2 separate regions of the Hordeum vulgare genome follow, and region 1 is linked to region 2. The links are chromatin contacts, called in public Hi-C maps. All regions are on one chromosome and are shown on one strand. Each heading gives the region's core, a stretch centred on a gene start, on an enhancer-like site or on the middle of the called end of the contact. The rest is flanking DNA. Distances are from core to core; before and after follow the strand shown.

Region 1 (4,628 bases), core at 2,075-4,574, 700 kb after region 2:
TTATTAATCAAACACAATAAAACATATGTATTTGCAATTTTATTTTTTATATTACTCTGAGTACTTATGCTCCATACAGTGGTGAATCTAAGGGGTGCCTCAATAGGCTTGAGCCCCCCCCCCCCCCCCCTCCCTCCTCAAAAATTGGAACAAAAAATTACTAGTATTCATCCCAGCCACTTATCAAAAAATTAACACTATCTGAACTAAAATACTGAAAGTTTGTGTCTTTTTCTTTGCATCGTTAACATTGAGCCCTTCCTTCATTTTCTTTCAAAATTCGTCACTGGCTCCACACAATCAAATATCAATGAAATATATTACAAAATATTTTTCGCAACAACGTGCAGGATATCATCTAGTCCCTCCGTTCCTAAATATAAGTCTTTCTAGAGATTTCACTAATGGACTACATACGGATGTATATAGACATACTTTAGAGTATAGATTCACTCATTTTGCTCCGTAAGTAGACACCTAATGAAATGTCTTAAAAGACTTATATTTAGATACGGAGAGAGTAGTATAAACAAATGAGTGGACATCTCGATGACGTGGAATTGGTGAGAGGATTCTTGAAGGGGATTGCTTTGGTGAGAGAGGACACGTCTTGAAAATGGTCCAAAGGAAGGGGATTCCAGTGCTGCATTCACACACACCTCGATCAACAGACAAAGGAGCCTCTAGCTCTCGGTTGATGGAGCTTGTGTATGGGAGCCACCCAGACGGAGACGGATCCCTGCTACGTAACCTAGACAATGAGTAGGCCAAATACACGGTTCCTCGTAGGTACAGATTAACGTGTACCGTTGGATGTCCACAAATGGCATACTGATTGGAGGGTATCGCGGAGTTTCTCTCCAACAATCAGTAGAGAATACCAGAGGAGCAGATTGTTCAGTCATGTCACGTGGCAAGCAAGCTTTTCCGTGTTAGCCGTTCAACAGTGTTCCCGGCCGTGTTTATACATCCGTATATATATTTTATCCCTATAAACGCATGTACGCATGTACATCCCATCTTATAAGCAATTTTAAGATACTAAGCTGACATATTATTTTGAGATTGACAAAATTGTCGCAGATGCCTTTTTAGGCGACGAAAACGTTTTCTTTCATTAAATGCACATAGCTGAAGGCTTAAAAAATTCAAAAACTAATAATAAGATCACCAATGTCAAGTCTAGGACCTGAACTCTGATAGGTTAATTCCATCATAAGGAACCAAACAATCTTTTGCTAATGCTCCCAAAATCTGAGTAGCATATGAGTTTTTTTTTTGTTGAGGTAGCATATGGGTGTATATGTATGACATGTAATGTAGCATCTAGCATGCCAGCTATTGTGAGTGATTCAGGGGTTTCGGTTGAATCCATTTGTACTGACAAACTAATCAACGTATATGGATCTCATCTATGTTTGGCATTACTATGAATTATGATAATCTTGCTTGATGAACTACTTTTCCACTTTGTGGTTTGGTCATGTGCTTTTTGATGTAATCTGCATGATCTCTTTACAAATCACAACCCCCCCCCCCCCCCCCAAAAAAAAGAGATATAGTAAATGCCACACTCCCTTTGTTCCCTTCTATAGGATTAGTTAATTTTTCCCAAAAGACATATATTTGTTGTCTTTGACCGGTTAAATAATAGGGAAAAAATCAGTGTCTACAAAACTAAATAAATAAAAGATTATTTCATACTAGAATTTTTTAACACGGTACAGACTTGATGAGCTGCGAATACCATTTTTCTTCTAACCATCCAATCGTAGGTTGGTAAACATATAAAACTGATTTGGTATAATACATGTTGATATTTTTTCTATAAACTTGATCAAACATGGGCAATCTTGACTTCTGAATAAGCTACTCATAGATGGACACACATGTAATACAGAAAATACCCTTTTGAGCTCGAGCTCATTTGAACTCACATGAACACTAAAATAAAAATTGAAAAAAAATCAAAAAAAAATAATTTTTTTTGTGGTAAACTTTGACGAATATTCTAAGTGCTTGAAAATTTCCATCATGAGATCGCATTCGTAGAATGAGTGGCAAAAAAAAACAAAATCAGTGTTCCAAAGTGCTTTCGAAAGTAGCACTTTTAAAGCATTGTTTTTTTGTCACGCCTTCCTCGAATGTGATCTCATGATGAAAATTTGCAATCACTGTCAAAGTTCACCAAAAAAAACCAGAATTTTTTGAATTATTTTTCTTTTTTTTCCACTTTACTGTTCATGTGGGTACATTTAAGCTCGAGCTCAAATACTCCACATCCATGTAATACATGTTATAAAAAGTACTCCGTATGTAAAGTAATATAAAATCATTTCGATCTCTACTTTAGTGATCTATAGGTAGTACTAGTTAACTAGATTGATAACATTATTTACAGCTATGGCGCTAACTTTTCAGTGTGTAGCACACAAGTTTATTTGTACAATTGTAACCCAAATGAATTTTATGTATGGACTACATTGCATGAAATCCTAAGGAATTTCTTTGGCTCGGTCAAACTTACTGAAGGATATCTTTGCAACCATGATACGTTACAAATATGTAATCCTTCCCTACGGTGCAACCAACAATTTACATTGTGTATTAATATGGAATTTATGCCATTGGCGTATAATATCTAGTACTCCCTCCGTTTTTAAATATATGTTTTTTTAGATATTTCACTAGGGGACTACATACGAAGCAAAATAAGTAAATCTACACTCTAAAATATGTCTATATACATTTATATGTAGTCCATTAGTGGAACCTCTAAAAAGAATTATACTCCCTCCATTCAAAAATACTTGTCGCGCGAATTTATAAAAATAGATGTATCTAGAACTAAAATATATTTAAATGCATCCATTCCTGTGATAACTATTTTCGGACGAGGGAGTATTTAGGAATGAAGGGAGTAATTGCTATACTACCTATGTTTCAAAATGCATTGCATATTATTTTTCTTAAAGACCAAACATATACTTCCTCCGTCCCAAAATAAATGGTTTAAATTTAGTACAACTTTATACTGGCTTAATTGAAACAGTTATTTTAGTCTGCGCCAGTCGGGGGCGTGCGGGACCCAAGCGCTATAATCACGTAGCAGTAAACGCATCCGACCGCGTGCACAGATGGAAGGAAAGCCAGCGCACGTATCCATGTCTCCTATTACTGCTAAGACGTCGTCGACCGTGTGTCTGACGGCGGCAGCCGCGCCACCGAGCTTGCCTTGTGAGGCGCGCGATACAGGAGCAGGCGACGACGCTCGACTCGACCGAACGACCTTGCAAGTTGCATGCGACCGGTGGGGCTGCGGTGGGCGTACGCATGTACGCAGTGGGCAGGCGTACAGGCTGTGGACCTGAGCTGCTGGCCTCGGCGAGAGCGGGTGAGATGGTTACTTAGGCCGGGTTGTTGCGCAAAAGCTTACGTGCCGCCGTTAACGTTCCTCCGGCAAGATACAGTACGCGCTCCATTGTTTTTACTACTACTACAACGCTTTCCACCTTGAGCTTCATATCATATCTTGTAACTAGCACACTCCATGCATGCATAAACTAGCGGCGCGTATGTGCGCCACGGGTTCGGGGGAAACTACCTCCTCCCCAAAAACAAAAACCATGTCTATAGCAGACTCTATAAACCAGTGGTTGGCCCGCGCCTACATGTTGTACTTCTTTCGTTTTTAAATGTAAGTCTTTTAAAAGATTTTACTAGAGAACTACATGCAGATGTATATAGACAAATTTTAGTGTATATATTTATTTATTTTACCTCGTATGTAGCCCCTAGTAAAATCTTTATAAAGACTTATACTTCTTCGTTTTTAAATATAATATCTTTTAAAAAAATTACTATAGACTACTCCCTCCGTTCCAAAATATAAGACCTTTTAGGTATTTCACTAGAAGACTACATACAGAGCAAAATGAGTGAATCTATATTTTAAAATATATCTATGTACATCCGTATGTAGTTTATAGTATAATTTCTAAAAGATCTTATATTTAGGAACGGAAGGAGTACATACAGAACAAAATAAATGAATCTACACTTTAAAATATGTCTATATACATCTATATATAATTTATAGTAAAAAGAATTAAAAGATCTTATATTTAAAAACGGAGGGAGTATTTACGAACGGATGAATAACTTGTAACTATATCACCACGGAACATAGGGACGGAACACTTCGTGTATAGTTGCTGCTATCCCAACGGAGTGAACCGTACGCTCTGCCCAAAGAGCATGAAGCGATAAAGTTACTGCCCAACGGCTCTGTTCATCCGTTGACTTGGGACACATGTCAGCCTCAAGTCAGGCCTTCAATGCAAGATCAGAGACTCGGAGTACATGACAATAAAGCCGCTGTGTGAGGATCTCAGTCGATAATAGGAGTACCCACGTGTCATTCTCTTCCTCTTGGTTCCCCGTCCGGATCTAAACCTGGACAAAGGTAAGTACTCGAGGTAACAACAGCCAGGCAGACCTAGCTAGGATCTTTCCCACACACAAGATGCTGCTAGACGCCTAGACCTACGGGAAGTTGAAGAAAATAATTTGCTGGACCTACGGGATCGGGATGCACCAGTATAGCAATGCTCTTCTTTCTAATTATT
Region 2 (4,494 bases), core at 1,968-4,467:
GGAAATGTTGGTGGCACTGGTTTTGCTATTTTAGCTTGGGACAGAGATATTTGTGGGAAAAGGACTGAATATTTTTGGTGGCTATCTGTATGCACTTGAGAAACCAATTCATCATAATACCTCACCCCCTTTTAATAGTATTGGATTTCCTATGGACTCGGAAAGTGATTTCTAGAAATGTAAAATGTAGAGTCCTCTTGCTTGAAGCTTGAGCCAATCCTATTCCTTTCCTTGCATCAGGGGGTTTCTCCTCACAATCCTTTAGCCAATGCAGCTTTGAAATTTTCTGAAATATACTTGGATAAGATCATTAGTTCAATGATACATATGTTGTGATTAATTAACCACCTTAGGGAGAAATTGTGCTTTCATGGAGAAATATCTCTAAGCACTTGAGTAGTTAATCCATGATCAAAACCTCACCCCCTTTTAGTAGTATTGGCTTTCCTATGAACTCAATGTGATCTTGGATCAGTTGACCAAAAATTTAGAGACTTGAAGCTTTGCCAACACATGTCCTTTGTAGCTTGAGGGTGCACATCTCCATCCATGTACTTCCCTAAGTTGAACTCTTCCAAAAATATAATCAGGAGAAACATTATTCCAACAATATGTGTGTTGACATGAATTACCAAAACCACCAAGGGAGAAAATGTGCGTTGAGTTAGCTTTGTCGATCATAGCTTCTTGATGACGATCTCTTCATGGCCACAACAATCGTGATGGACCTAGAGACTTCATCACCAGTGGAGTCGCTAAAAAATATGTTCGCACACAAACACATCACAGTGTACCCTCCATGCCAAGGGTGATGCGCCACAGATTACGCCGAAGGAGCCCCGACAGGAAGCGCGGTACGCAAGCAAATTAGTGGGTGCATTTGTATACCGAGACCCCACACGCCCGGAAGGGACCCCATCAAGGCACATTGTTTCTATGGGCTTCCCTAGGCTTACCTAATCACTCCTAGTGCCTCGTGGATTGCCGCCCCGCAATGGATAATGAACAAAGAACGAGAAGAAGAAGAACCGCGGTACAGAGAAAAGATAAAGCATAAGTAATGATAGATTGTCTTGTCGATTGTGTGTTCAACTGACTGTCACCTCTTGTCTACTTTTGAGACGGCTGGACTTTTCGTATAATAGAAGGACTGAAAATTTCGTCCACAGCATAAAAAACCCGCACGTAATTCAGACATGAATCTTGTGTAACATTCCCGATCCATTCGAAGCCCCAATGGTTTCATTCGGTCCTACCGAGTGAATGTTGCCAACACTATGTATTCTTTCATATTCTATTCTGAATTTCCGAATGGGGTTTGTTCGGTCTCACAGAATGAACTCGGTGCTCTATGAAAATTATCTAACATCCCTCGGTCTACAAAGTCAATTCCAATCGATATGTTTGAAGTGACTACAACTTTTGTCCATGGCCTTATTTCGGCTCCAAACGTTGCATACCGCCTCAGATTGAGATTATCCAAATATTGTTTGTTTAAATGATACCGAACTTTTCCATGTTGAACACTTTTCCATTTGATGCCATCTTAATTGGGTTTTCTTGCTTCCATAATCTGATGTGAACATACACTTCACTGGATTTGTCATAAATTTTGCATCCGAGTTGTGTTTAGAGCCATCTTCATATGTATCTTGATCTTCACGAAGAGGTCCATCTAATGGTGACTTCCAATCTTTGAATTAATATTGATATAGCTTAAGCTACTTTTTATGATTGTGTCAATTTTTAGCATCAAAAGTACGTCTAGTGTCTCGGAATTACATTGTGTATCCAACATCCAAGAAAAAGAAATAAAATAGAGGGATGCTTAGCTATCAATGGTTAGACCGGCGATGACAAGACTTATTAGAAACAAGGGAAAGTAGTGGCTGCACCCACCTCCGACGCACCCACATAGTGAACAGTAAATTCAAAAAATAAATTGAAAACAAATAAAAAATTCTGAAACTTGGTGGATGGGATATTGAGCAAATGTTTTAGGAGCCTACAAAGTTTGGTCACCAAAAACATCAAATGATCTCCATACAGAACGAAATACAAATGATGCTCTGCGCCTATGATATTATTCACATGTTTTGAGAAAAAAATTGTTTCTTTATACAAATTTCCTTGGATGTTATTTCGCCACCAAATTTTGCAAGCACCTAAAATATTTGGTCATAATCACATCCATCAAGTTTCATTTGTTTTTTGAACGGGGGTGCAATGTGCTTGGGTGCACAAAAACCACTCTCTTTGAAACAAACCCTCAACATTATTTCTCTTTATATGCAGAAACTTCTGGCCTATTCAAATCAAGCATGGTAGTTAAAAAACACTATTTAGCGAGGTTACACGCAGTGAGGCGAGCGGAAGCCACACCGCCATCATCGCTTGACCTCTTGACTGGACCCAGGCAAACCTTATTATAATAGACAATTGATAAGTCGTCGTGCTAAAACCCCATAGAGCTAGTGGACCAGAGGAACAACCATTCTCGGGGAAATAAATCGTAGATTAGAAGGATCGAACCTGTATGCACCTAAGAAAAGACATGATCCAAATAGACCCATCGAAGACCAGCACCGACTAAATCCCACGAGATCCGACGGAGACAGAAGTCCACTCGTCCTTGGACCATGCTAGGCGCAACATCGAGACGAAGATAGAAGATGTGAGACATTATGCCTACCAAAGGACATTGCCGTCATCACAAAGTTCCAATTGAATTGTGAACCTAACAAGGACGAGAATGGAGTCCCTCATGCTAATGGGATAAGGACGTCCTCCGCACTTTCATGGCCCAAAGGCCATCAGAGATGGTACAGATCAGTGGCGTCGCCGATGGGAGGAGAAGGAATGCCTAAGGTCTTCTCTTGTGGAGGAGGAAAAAAGCTTTCAATGTTTTATTTCTTACATTAACAACCTTTTTTTTTGCAATCTTTCTAACCATTTGATTGATTTGTGGCGGTAAAACTCTCACGTGAATATTGCGGATACTTGAGCGAGCTCCGGGGCAAATGGTGACGGTCAGACCAGTCAGTGAACAGTTCTTTCTCTGTCATAGGTCCACAGCTTTCGGTCCAATATCCAGCGGACAGCAGTACCCCAATCTGCTGGCGTGCAATCCTATCCGTTTACTGGCAGATCCGTCGGTACATGAAATCTCTTGTCCCTTTCATCGTTTTCCTCTTTCTCACCCTGATAGATCCTGCACAGTACGTGTGTTCCTTGGAACAAGCGTACAATACTACTCTCGAACACCTAGTTCCTCTCCTGCTCTCTACTCCCTTCTAGGGTTGTGTTGTGGGCAAATTGGGGGCACCGCTGTACACATCAATTATCCCAGACAACCAGAGTACACAAACTAACTAGCTAGCTAGTTAGTTTGCACCACCTTTGCGCCTTTACCGTCCGCCGGCCGGTCGCCGTATGGAGTTCAACGGCGGCGAGGGAGAGGGCGACATCGACCTCAACCTCTCCCTGCATCGGGCATCGTCACCGGAGCCGCTTGGCTACTTCACCTGCACCTACTGCGACAAGAAGTTCTACTCCTCCCAAGCGCTGGGCGGCCACCAGAACGCCCACAAGTTCGAGCGCAGCGTCGCCAAACGCACGCGGGAGCTGGCCGCCGCGCGCCGCCACGGCCACGCGGGCCTGGTCGGCGCTGGCGAGGAGGCCAGCAGGAGAGGGAAGGACCCGACCAGCAATGCCGCGGGGAGCTCTTCGCACAGGAGGGCGTCGTCGCCGGAGACAGCTCGCCGGGACCTCATCACCGAGGAGATCGATCTGTCTCTCAAGCTCTGATATTACTGGATCGAGAGGTTCTTGTCACTGCAAACTTATTGTCGATTCGCCTTATTAATTCCTACTTCAGTTCGTGTGATGTCTTTCTCATTTTGTGTCGAGAATTAAACCTTGCATAGAGCTTCTTCTTCCTTGTGTTCTTTTGCTAGCTTTTTTTGTTTCTGGGTCACGGTTTAGTAGTATTTACTATTTACTATATACTCCTACGTACTCATGAGCAAGGCAAATATTTATGATGAGATGCACTGCTGCAGAATGGCCGCATGCGGTATGTTACAAAGTTACTGCCTAATTGTTACAAGGATGAAAATAGCATATTACTAGGCGAGACATGGACACATGCAGTACAAGCCATGCAGCGAAGCAGCTGCAGGCGTAGCATCATAGCCTACAGATAGCTAAGGCTCATCAATAATTCTTGTAAAGCAAATCTGTGGGTGGTTCTCTGTAGGTGTGTGGTCCAGTCGGCCTTCCAATAGGATAGGATCCCCCTGTCGCTGCTGCTGCTTGTTCTGTACCGTGCATAAAACACGTGACTTATTACCTTCCTCTGTCGTTATTGGGATAGTGATACCAACTGAATAACTGTAATAATTTGAAGTGATGGGGAGGTTAACAGGTGGTTGTGCTGATGTTGCAGAAGGGAAAAGCTTGTGGAAGAGGAAAAGGCAGCTTGGAATAAAATCC

The links. A called contact is a pair of places that touch in the nucleus more often than the background predicts.
Region 1: a Hi-C map of leaf shows a contact between it and region 2, with 4 times the contacts expected there. The contact joins the enhancer-like site here to the promoter of LOC123398119 in region 2. A contact is called at or near these places in 2 of 6 Hi-C or Micro-C datasets (both in leaf).

What each region holds. Positions count from the first base shown.
Region 1 is chr5H:438,383,772-438,388,399 of MorexV3_pseudomolecules_assembly, forward strand. No RefSeq gene overlaps it. Among protein-coding and RNA genes, the nearest start is that of LOC123397821, 18 kb to the right of the region's middle. Within about 2 kb of position 3,325, at least 2 of the 3 cell types and tissues checked have open chromatin away from gene starts, as enhancers often do. A contact at or near this core is called in leaf, where this site is marked.
Region 2 is chr5H:437,679,223-437,683,716 of MorexV3_pseudomolecules_assembly, forward strand. It overlaps LOC123398119 (zinc finger protein 2-like), which reads left to right and starts at 3,218. Exons shown (of 2, transcript XM_045092624.1): 1 at 3,218-3,824; 2 at 4,448-4,494. The coding sequence starts at 3,433. The coding sequence ends at 3,807.